Linked DNA regions of Sus scrofa: all the other regions are linked to region 1. Evidence: chromatin contacts called from public HiChIP or PLAC-seq data. All regions are on one chromosome and are shown on one strand. The core of a region is the stretch at or near the end of the contact, and the rest is flanking DNA. Distances in the headings are between cores, read along the strand shown.

Region 1 (3,382 bases), core at 521-3,020:
TTTGGTTACCTTCTCGGCACACTTTTTAATGACCGTGGCCAGTTCTGAAACCACGAGATCAACACACTTCAAACTTGGCTCTTTGAGTTTTACAATCTGTTTTTTCACAATGGCTTCAAAGGCCATGTCGGGGGTGAAGAGCCCCGTCCTGGGTCATGCGGAGGGCGGGATGAGGCAGAGAGACACCCAGGGGCAGTGCAGGCCACACACGCGGGACAGGAGACAGAGAGAGAAGAAACGAGAGTCAGCTGGTTAGTGACATGCACGGAGGAGCCTGTGCCCGCATTTGCCCCGGAAGCTGCTTTGGATCAAGAGGCGTCCTGGGTCTGAGGGGTGGGCATGGTCTGGGCTTTAATTACACAAGTGCCATGGGTCAGAGTGGGCATACCGAACAGGTATGGATATAGGGAGGCCTTGAATTTTCTTATATGTGACGATAATGTCCAAACCATCTGGGTTTCTTTCCCCTCCCTCTTCCAATCGAAGAAGCTTAAGAAGCAAATGTGGGCTTTTCCAGACTGAGTACAGAAGGATCAAAGCAGAAATTCTGGCCTTGGAAGGCTGACCCAGAGCTCTACGGCCATGGTGGATGTGCAAGCATAGACCGCCCGCTGGGAAGCACTTCAGCTGCTCGGCCAAAGCGTGCTGCCCTGGGAGCCAGGCCCGCGGGGAAGCTGGTATGTCCTGCCATGTGGAGGCAGTGGCCTGTGAACACTGGCACACAGGTGACTGTGACCTAGGGGAATCAGAGGACGGGCTGCCTAGGGGGACAACCCTGCCCCTGGGGCGGTGCTGGGGAGCTGGCAGAGGCCATTAGGGGCCAAGCCAGACAGAGCACTCATTATGCTGTTGGCATTCGGGCTTTCTCGGCGCCTCGGGGACAGAGAAGTGGCTGACTGGGGAGTGCTTAAAGCACCACACCTTTGTCAAGAAGGGGTGATGGGCAGGGAGGTGTAGGGAGCTTGGCCTCCAGGAGGTGACACAAGGTCCCTCTCTGCTACCCAGAAGACAGCAAAGCGACAGCGCGACGAAACCCCCATCCAATACATGCTAAGCTTGGTATCAAGGTCCCAGGGCGCCCTGCCCACCAGTCTGGAATCTGGAGGTCTGGCACCCCCGGTTGCACCCAGGCCGAAACGCGCCCGCCCCAGCCTCTGGGAAGAGGCCACGTTCTTGGACACCGAGGCAATCTGGGAAGGAGAGGTGAGGGGACCAGCAGGGCAAAGGCCAAGCAGCACTGGGAGCCTGATACCAAACCCCCGTAGCCCCGTTTCCACAAGGCCAGGAGTCACCCTGCCGAGGGTCCAATACCTTACTGGTACACTGCCTAACTGTATTGATTAGCTCCTGGATAACCAGGTCGACACATTTCAGACAGGGCTCTTTCAGCTTGACGACCTGCTTTTTCACAATGGCCTCGAATGCCAAGTCCGGGGTGAAGAGCCCGGTCCTAAAACCATCCGTACCCGGGGGCAGGGGAGATAAGTCAGAGAGAAACAAAGCACGGTCAGCAATTTCACAGGCACAGGCCGGTTCCCGAGAAAGCCAAGGTCACAGCAAGTCTGGGGGGGTCAGACGCTTGCATCCACTACCTGGAACCCCCCGGGGTGATCTGAGGACCCCTTGGCAACAAGAGACTGGAGGCCGGGAGCCATGATTTTTGCCGGAACAGGGTGGGGACCCAGGAGGCTCATGGGGCACCGGTGGGTTCCTGTAATAGTGACTCAGCTCCCTTCCATTCCCCGCCCCCCAGGGCAAATCTGCAGTGAGTTTTCTTACTTCCTGACCACAGTGACTGGGAGGTTTAACCAATGTTTAACCCAAGAGCAGTGGACAGCCCAAGGGGATACAAGAGATCCACACAGAACTACTCACATACACACTTGAGTGAACTTGGAGACCAGAGGGAGAGACTGACAGCTACTGCAAATCACTCTGGAGCCCTTTCCAGGTCTCACAATCAATCGGGGCACCCAGAGGTTTGGGGGGGCACTGACTGGCTGCAGGGTGGCACCATGGAAATGATGGGAACATGGTGACTCATGAATGGAACTTGCCTGACTCCATGGATGTTCTTAATGGCATAGCTGATCTCCCGTCTTAAGTCCTTCTCATCAAACTCCATCTGAGAACAGACAAACCAAACACATGCAAGGAGCTACCTAGGCACCCCCGACAATAGGTCTCTAGTGGGGGGAGTGTGATCTCCTGTGTCCTGTTTGCATTCACCTGGCAGAATATTTAACTGGTCAAAAATTTTTAAAAATATTAAAACTCAGTTTCAACAAAGATGTTCTGAAACAAACACTCTTGCTCTCTTGGAAGGAAAATCAATTCATATCAACTTTCTTCTGGGCTACTACTCAGCAATATAAATCGAGAACATCTAAAAAACATACCTGTGAGTTCCTGTCGTGGTGCAGTGGTTAACGAATCTGACTAGGAACCATGAGGTTGTGGGTTCAGTCCCTGCCCTTGCTCAGTGGGTTAACGATCCGGCGTTGCCGTGAGCTGTGGTGTAGGTTGCAGACACGGCTCGGATCCCATGTTGCTGTGGCTCTGGTGTAGGCTGGCAGCTACAGCTCCGATTAGACCCCTAGCCTGGGAACCTCCATATGCCGAGGGAGCGGCCCAAGAAATGGCAAAAAGACAAAAAAAATAAAATAAAATAAAAAATAAATAAAAAATAAAAAACATGTTGCAACAGAAGAAAGGCTGGGGGAAAAATGTAATTGTAATGTATACATGTAAGGATAACCTGACCCCCTTGCTGTACAGTGGGAAAATAAAATAAATAAATAAATAAAAAATAAAAAAATAAAAAACATACCTGAACTGTCACCTGGTAGTTTTAAGTGATCTAAAATTTATCTTGAGGAATTAATCAAGAATTAGCTACATTCCTGTAGCTAAAACCATCCATAAACGCTAAAATGTTCAAACAACCTAAATGCCCAACAATGGAAGACTGGTTAAATGCACAATGGGATATCCATAAAATAAGACAGTGTTTTGCCACTGACAACACATGAAATGCATATACTACAAATCAAAGAAAAAAAGTGTCCAAAGACACATAATTTGTTTTTTAAAAAATATATATGCACACATTAATATGGATGACTTTATGTGCTATGTTTGTGGATACAGGGAGGTTTTTTGCCTGCATTTGCACAGAAATAATTCTCAAAGGACACATTCAGGTGCTGCTAAGAGGCACTGCCTGTGGCTACTAGGATTACGGAGGTTTTTCTCCTTTTAGCTTTTTTTCTCCTATTGAAAAGAACTTTACTGATTTTTACAAAAGTGTTATCTGGTCAATGGAAAAAGTGTAAAACTTCTGGCAGTTTAAAAAATTCTCCCATCCCAGCCCCCAGAGCTG
Region 2 (3,382 bases), core at 282-2,781, 450 kb after region 1:
TCTGCAACCTACACCACTGTTCATGACAACACCAGATCCTTAACCCACTGAGTGAGGCCAGGGATGGATGAACCTGCATCCTCATGGATACTAGTTGGATTCGTTAAAGACGACGACGTTCTTCCGATTCTCTTAATTTTTTGAGGAACCTCCATGATATTCGGGCCATAGTTTGAATAATATTCCATTGTAAAGGTGTATCACATTTTGTTTATCCCTTTATCAGTGGGTAGATATTTGGGTTGTTTCTACCTTTTGGCTATTGTTAATCATGCTGCTATGTGTTTTTTTGTTTTGTTTTTTGTTTTTGTTTTTGTTTTTGTTTTACTTTTTAGGGCTGCACCTGCACCATATAGAAGTTCCCAGGCTAGGGGTCAAATGGGAGCTATAGATGCCACCCTACACCACAGCCACAGCAATGCCAGATCCGAGCCATATCTGCGATGTACACCACAATTCCAGCAATGCTGAACCCTTAATCCACTGAGCGAGACCAGGGATCAAACTCTCATCATCATGGATACTATTGAGGCTTGTTACCACTGAGCCACAATGGGAACTTTCCATGAGCACGATTTTGTACAAACATGTTTTCAGTTCTTTGGGGTATATAACTAAGAGTGGAATTGTTGAGTCACATGCTAATTCCATGTTTAACTTTTTGAGAGACCGCCAGACTATTTTCCACAGCAGCTGTACCATGTTGCAGTCCCACCAGCAAGGTACAAAGATTCTGGGATTTCAATTTCTCCACATCCTGGCCAAAATGTATTTAATTATTTATTTATTTTTCTTTTTATGGCCACACCTGCAGCACATGGAAGTTCCCAGGCTAGGGGTCTAAACGGAGCTGCAGCTACACCTACACCACAGCCACAGCAGCTCGGGATCCCAGCCACATCTTCCACCTACATCAGAGTTTATTGCAATGCCAGATTCTTAACCTCTGGAGTGGGGCCAGGGATGGAACCCGAAACCTCATTGACACTATGTTGGGTCAACGGGAACTCTTGCTAGCCAAAATTAATTTTGCTCTAATATTACTATGATTGCCCCCCAATGCGTGGGAAGTGGTATCTCATTATGGTTCCCCAGTCCTTCTGACCTGTCCAGTTGACAAGCCCAGTAGAGTCCTGCAGCTGCTGGGGGTGTGCACAGACCAGCAAGTGCTTGATGGGATGTGGTCAAGTTGCCGAGAGCACCTGCCACAAGCTCTGACCTTGAGCAAGTCACTTCTCCTAGCAGAATCTTGATGGCCTCAGCTATAGAATGGGAGGGTAACACAAACCTCAAAGGGTGGGCTTGAGGAGTTTCCACTGTGGCACGGGGGGTTAAGGACCTGATGTTGCTGCAGATGTGGCATGGGTTGCAGCTGTGGTTCAGATTAGATCTTTGGCCAAAAAATAAAAGAGGGTGGGTGGGTATGAGTTTTCAATAAGGCCATTGCTGTTCAGGGAGAAGAGACAGTAGGAGTTACAGTGTGTCTGCTTCCTTAGAACTAGGCAGGAATTCACACTTCCTCCTGCATTCCCACAGATGAGTTCATTCTAGCCTCATGGTTCCGCATCACAGCCCTTGGGTGTAAAGCAAAACTTCATGACGTTTGGATGTTGATAAAAACATAACTTGGCTTCTCCCTCCGCTCTTTGAATGTTTATTCTGTGGTGGACTCTGCCCTGGCTGAGAATTCTGCCTGGGACTCAGGCCCAAATCAATATCATGTGCAAACTGCTGATCTCGACTTGGTGTTGGCTGGGAGCCCCGGGTCGGGCCTCTCCAGGCTGGAGGCCTTGGTAGAGGAAGAAGGGCTTGTTCCCTTCGCTTCCTCCCATGGGCGCTTGAGTCCCTCCTGCCCAGGTGCAGGGAGGAGGGGACAGGGCAGCTCCCCCTTGGCAGGTGGCTTTGCCCCCTTTGGATGCCCCAGGAGTGTGGTTAAGTATTTTAGGGGGCTCTCTGGGGCTTCCTCTTTCCTGGGGACCCCTTTGCTGGGATGGAGTCATCTTTGATTTGGCTTGTGGCTCTTCCCTCAGTCCTTGGGGTCAGGTCCTACACTCTCTTCCCTCCCAGTGGGCCACCAATAAGCGGCCACCCTGATGCCACCATCAGAGCCACCTGCCTCTCACCCTCTGGGTCTCCTGGGGGTCAGATCCCATTCCCTTGGCTCACTTGATTTTTTTTTTTTCACTTTTTAAGGCTGAACATACAGCATATGGCATTTCCCAGGCTAGGGGTCGAATCTAAGCTGCAGCTGCCGGCCTACACCACAACCACAGCACCGCAAGATCCAAGCCGAGTCTGCAAAGTACACCACAGCTCACAGCAACACTGAATCCTTAACCCACTGAGCAATGCCAGGGATCAAACCGGCGTCCTCATGGATACTAGTTGGGTTTGTAACCTGCTGAGTCACAATGGGAACTCCCTCACTTGAGCTTTCCTAAGCCTAAATCATCCTGAGTCCTGGATGTCCTGCCTTCAGAGATAGCTTTCAAAAGCTGTGAAGTCCCCTTCCTCTCGGGGTTTACCCATGGCCCAAGAGGGTGTGATGGGATTGGCAAGTAGCAACAACTCCCCTGAAGAAATGTCTCCACTCGCCTTTCTCTCTTTGGCTGCACCTGCAGAACTACTTTGGAGGTTCTGGGGCCAGATTGAACCTATGCCACAGCATCGACCCAATTGCCGCCACTGTCACTGCTGCAGTGACAACACTGGATCCTTAACCCACTGCGCCATGAGAGAACTCCCTCTCTCTCTCTCTTTTTTTTTTAAAAGAAGGCTTTAACAAAAACAGACTCACAGACATGCGGAACAGACCTGTGGTTGCCAAGAGGGAGGGGGAAGCAGGTGGGATATATGGGGAGTTTGGGGTTAGCAGATGCAAACTACTATATTTAGAATGGAAAAGCCAATGAGGTCCTGCTGTATAGCACAGGGATAGAATATGGTAGAAGACAGAATGAAAAAAAGAAGGTATAGGAGTTCCCGTCGTGACTCAGTGGTTAACGAATCCAACTAGGAACCATGAGGTTGTGGGTTTGATCCCTGGCCTCACTCAGTGGGTTAAGGATCCGGCTTGCCATGAGCTGTGGTGTAGGTTGCAGACATGGGTAGGATCTGGCGTTGCTGTGGCTGTGGTGTAGGCCGGCAACTGTAGCTCCAATTAGACCCCTAGCCTGGGAAACTCCACATGCTGTGGGTGCAGCCCTAGAAAAGGCAAAAAGAAAAAAAAAAATATATATATATATATATGACTGGGTCATTCTGCTGTACAGCAGAAATCGACACAACATTGCAAAAAATAAAGAAGTTCCTGCAGTGGCACAGCAGGATCAGTGGCGTCTTGGGAGAACTGGGACATGGGTCTGATCTCTGGCCTGGCACA
Region 3 (3,382 bases), core at 581-3,080, 320 kb after region 1:
TCAGAAATCCTGCCCCTTGCTAACTCAAGCAGCAGCAAAATGGCAGAAGGGGTTTCTAGACGCTGCAAGAGGTGCCTCTTGGAGGAAGGACATTATAACCTGACCCACCAGGGTCCAAGAGAAGTTTCAGCTAGTTTTGCAAAACAAAGGGAGCCAGGAGCTGGTAGCCCAGGAAAGGGCTGGTGGCTGGTGGCTGGACTTAACCCAGCTGGCCCTGTTCCTCCACCCTGTCTCCCAGCCTGGTCCTCTTCCCGCCTACCTGTCAGCTTTGGTGATGGAAATCCTCGGAGGGATCAGCAGTGGCAGCGTGGTGGGCCGTGGTGGCAGAGGGACCCCAGTGTCCAAGGGCTCAGGCTCAGTCCAGCCCAGGCCTGGGCCTGTGGAGAGGCGTCGGCGAGGGCGTCGGAGGTCAGCCCCCAGCATGTTGGCTTGGCTGGGTTCAGGGGTCTCTCTTGGCCTCTGAGGTGGGACAAGGGAGGGAAAGGGGTGCAGCCTGACCAGGCAGCTCTGAGCCCCTCTCCACAGTACCGTCCCTCTCTGGCCATCAGAGAGAGTGGCTGATGGGGATACAGGCTCCTTTGTCCCTCTCACTCTTAGCCACTCGCTAATCCCTCCCACAGAGGGTGCCTTCTCGGCTCTTACATCTGAAGGATGCCTATTCTCAGCCATACATTTGGTGGGGCTCCCTTTTGATGTCCCAGTCCTGGGGATCTGGGCCCTCATGCCTTTACTCCGTCCCTCACTGCATAACCCCTCTAACATGTCACCACCCTCCAAGTCTATGCAGCCTCTTCTTGGCTTCAATGTCTGTGACCCCCCCCCTTCCCTTACATCTGAGACCCTTAAGACCTCACACTCAGCACAGCCCCCCTCCACCCTACAATCCTCTTCCTATTTGGAAAGTCCCTTGGAAGACCCTGCCTTCTACTCCTCGGCTGAGAGCCTCTTAATCTGGGCAGCAGAAGAATAATGAAGTCAAGGGAGTAAACTGAGGCATCGGGGAAGCCTGAGGAAGCGCAACCAGGCCTAGTGGGCAGCCGTGTTCAGTAGGTGCCGCCCCACGGACCACCACCGCAGCCCAAAGCCCGCCCCTATCCCGGGCCCCGCCCCTCGCACCTCGTCCTGGGTCCAGGCCACTGACAGGACACTGCAACTCCTCTTCATCCCTCCAAACTAGCGCGCCTTAGGGGCTTCAGAGGCCATGTTGGCCGGGACCAGCGCCTCCTGCAGGACCAGGCCGAAGGCATCCGCCATTAACGCCCTGGAGCTCCCCCTGCCGGCTGAGCATGAAATCCGCCCCCGCTCCTTGCCAATTGCCTCTCCCGGGGCGTTACGTCAGCAGGTGGCTGACGCACTGCCTGTCGGTGACGTCGCACGCCTGTTGCCAGAACGATAGCTGACGCACGGCTGGGCTGTGGACAGCGTCAATGCCGGGATTGGCCACTGGGGGGCCGGGAGCCTCGGGCCCGGGTCGCCCCAGCCCCCAGCTGTCCTCCCGCGGGGGCTTCCCCAGCCTGGGGATCCCTCAAAGAAGACGCGGAGCTCCCGGAGCCGACCGCGTGTGGCGCGTGGTCCGAGCCGGGGGCCGGAGGAAGCCTCTCCTCCGAGCTGTTGGGCTTTTATGCCAAAACCCGAAATAGCTCCGAGGTGCGGGGGCCGGGCGCAGCGAGACGGCGGCTTGGGCACAGATGGGGGACGCACAAGCAGAGGCGCGCGGAGACAGACAGGGACGCGTGGAAATAGAAACAGACAGACAGGGACACAGACGCAACTCCCGATGATGAGTGCGCTCTGCGGCCGGCGATCCCTGGCTAAAAGCTTGGGGGAGGGGAAGGATGGCTCACTGCGCCTTCACACCCAGGCGCTGCAAGTCATTGCTGTGTGACCATAGGCCAATGACTTAAACTTTCTGAGCCTCGGTTTCACCTCTGTGAAATGGAATGGTAATCCTTACAGGTTCTTTATGAGAATAAAATGATATTATACCATATTGAATGCTCGCAGAACAGCGTCCTGAACTCAGTAAGTGCTTAATAGATGCTATTGACATTTGAGCCTGTGGGAGCCTGTTAGAACCCAAGTCGGATCCTTTCCCTCTTCTGCTCAGAGCTCTCCATGGCTTTCACCTTACTCAGAGAAGTCAAAGTCCTCAAGAAGAGGCCCACACGGTTCACCCTGATGTATTCAGTCACCTACCTATTCTCATCTCCTCCCACTCTCGTGGCTCACTCTGCTCTGTCTACACGGGTCTCTTGGTTGTTTCTGGACACACCAGGCACAATCTAGTCTCAGGGGCTTTGCACTTGCTGTTCTTTCTGCCTAGAACTCTGTTCTCTTAAATAGCCACAAGTCCTTTACATCCTCCCGGCCTTTGTGCACATCTCACCTTCCCAGGCATCTCTGGTGGCAATTCTCTTCACCCCAATTCTGTTTAAAATTGCTAGCCCCTCAGGATTCCTTGAACCCCTTTATCCTGCTCTATTTTTCTACAGCATTCATCATTTCATAACATACTATGAAATTTACCTATTGCATGTATTGTCTGTCTTGTCCCATAGTAGAATATCAACTGCAGGAGAACACAAATATTTTATCTTTTTGGTTTTTTTTTTTTGCTTTTTTTTTTTTTTTTTTTAGGGCTGGACCTGTGGGCATATGGAAGTTCCCAGGCTAGGAGTTGAATTGGAGCTGGAACTGCTGGCCTATTACCACAGCCACGTTAACACCACATCCAAGCCTCATCTGCAACCTACACTACAGCTCACAACAACACTGGATCCTTAACCCACTGAGTGAGGCCAGGGATCAAACCCACGTCCTCATGGATACTAGTCGGGTTCCTTACAGCTGAGCCACAATGGGAACTCCCTATCTATTTTATTAATTACTGTATTTCTAGTGCCTAAAACTGAATCTTGAACGTAGTAGGTTCTTATTAAGTGTTTGTCCAATGTCTGTGTCTGGTTATTATTTTGAAGACTCAAGAGCGTACTCATAAAGTTCATAGCAGGTCTACTATGGACTAGCTACTTCACCCCCTACTTTCCCTCTTACTTCTTTTTTTTTACCATATAACACTAGTTAGCACGTCAGTTCAATGTGAACTAGTAGAAGTGAATGTAAACATCATCTCAGCTACCTAGTGCTTAACATCAAGCAAACCTGTGACAGACAATTGTTGAAAAATAGATGAATGATATAAAGATAGCTTAAGGTCATTTTCACTTCTCAGCCAGACTGAACTAGCCTATGTTCTGGGCTCCCACTCATGCTTATTCTGCCCCCATTAAAGCACTCCTCATTTGAGGTTGTGATTATTTGTACTCCCCACTAGAGCTCTGTGAGGGCAAGAGGTGTTACACATTCATCATGCCCCCCCCCC

The links. HiChIP or PLAC-seq counts read pairs in DNA pulled down with a chosen protein or histone mark.
Region 2: a contact with region 1 is called in an H3K27ac HiChIP or PLAC-seq map of alveolar macrophages. The contact joins two enhancer-like sites. A contact is called at or near these places in 1 of 5 promoter capture datasets (fetal liver), 1 of 47 Hi-C or Micro-C datasets (mesenteric adipose tissue) and 1 of 2 datasets of contacts at active chromatin or transcription factors (alveolar macrophages).
Region 3: a contact with region 1 is called in an H3K27ac HiChIP or PLAC-seq map of alveolar macrophages. The contact joins two enhancer-like sites. A contact is called at or near these places in 2 of 47 Hi-C or Micro-C datasets (embryonic fibroblasts and subcutaneous adipose tissue) and 1 of 2 datasets of contacts at active chromatin or transcription factors (alveolar macrophages).

Annotation. Positions count from the first base shown.
Region 1 is chr2:69,538,904-69,542,285 of Sscrofa11.1, reverse strand. DNM2 (dynamin-2) reads right to left here. Exons shown (of 20, transcript XM_021083818.1): 9 at 2,058-2,125; 10 at 1,312-1,450. Among named protein-coding and RNA genes, the nearest start is that of MIR199A-2, 18 kb to the left of the region's middle. Within about 2 kb of position 1,770, at least 12 of the 83 cell types and tissues checked have an H3K27ac peak or open chromatin away from gene starts, as enhancers often do. A contact at or near this core is called in alveolar macrophages, where this site is marked.
Region 2 is chr2:69,085,325-69,088,706 of Sscrofa11.1, reverse strand. No RefSeq gene overlaps it. Among named protein-coding and RNA genes, the nearest start is that of ICAM1, 10 kb to the left of the region's middle. Within about 2 kb of position 1,531, at least 21 of the 83 cell types and tissues checked have an H3K27ac peak or open chromatin away from gene starts, as enhancers often do. A contact at or near this core is called in alveolar macrophages, where this site is marked.
Region 3 is chr2:69,219,704-69,223,085 of Sscrofa11.1, reverse strand. It overlaps LOC110259341 (a long non-coding RNA gene), which reads right to left. Exons shown (of 3, transcript XR_002341637.1): 2 at 1,117-1,224; 3 at 1-459. Among named protein-coding and RNA genes, the nearest start is that of CDC37, 8.5 kb to the right of the region's middle. Within about 2 kb of position 1,830, at least 30 of the 83 cell types and tissues checked have an H3K27ac peak or open chromatin away from gene starts, as enhancers often do. A contact at or near this core is called in alveolar macrophages, where this site is marked.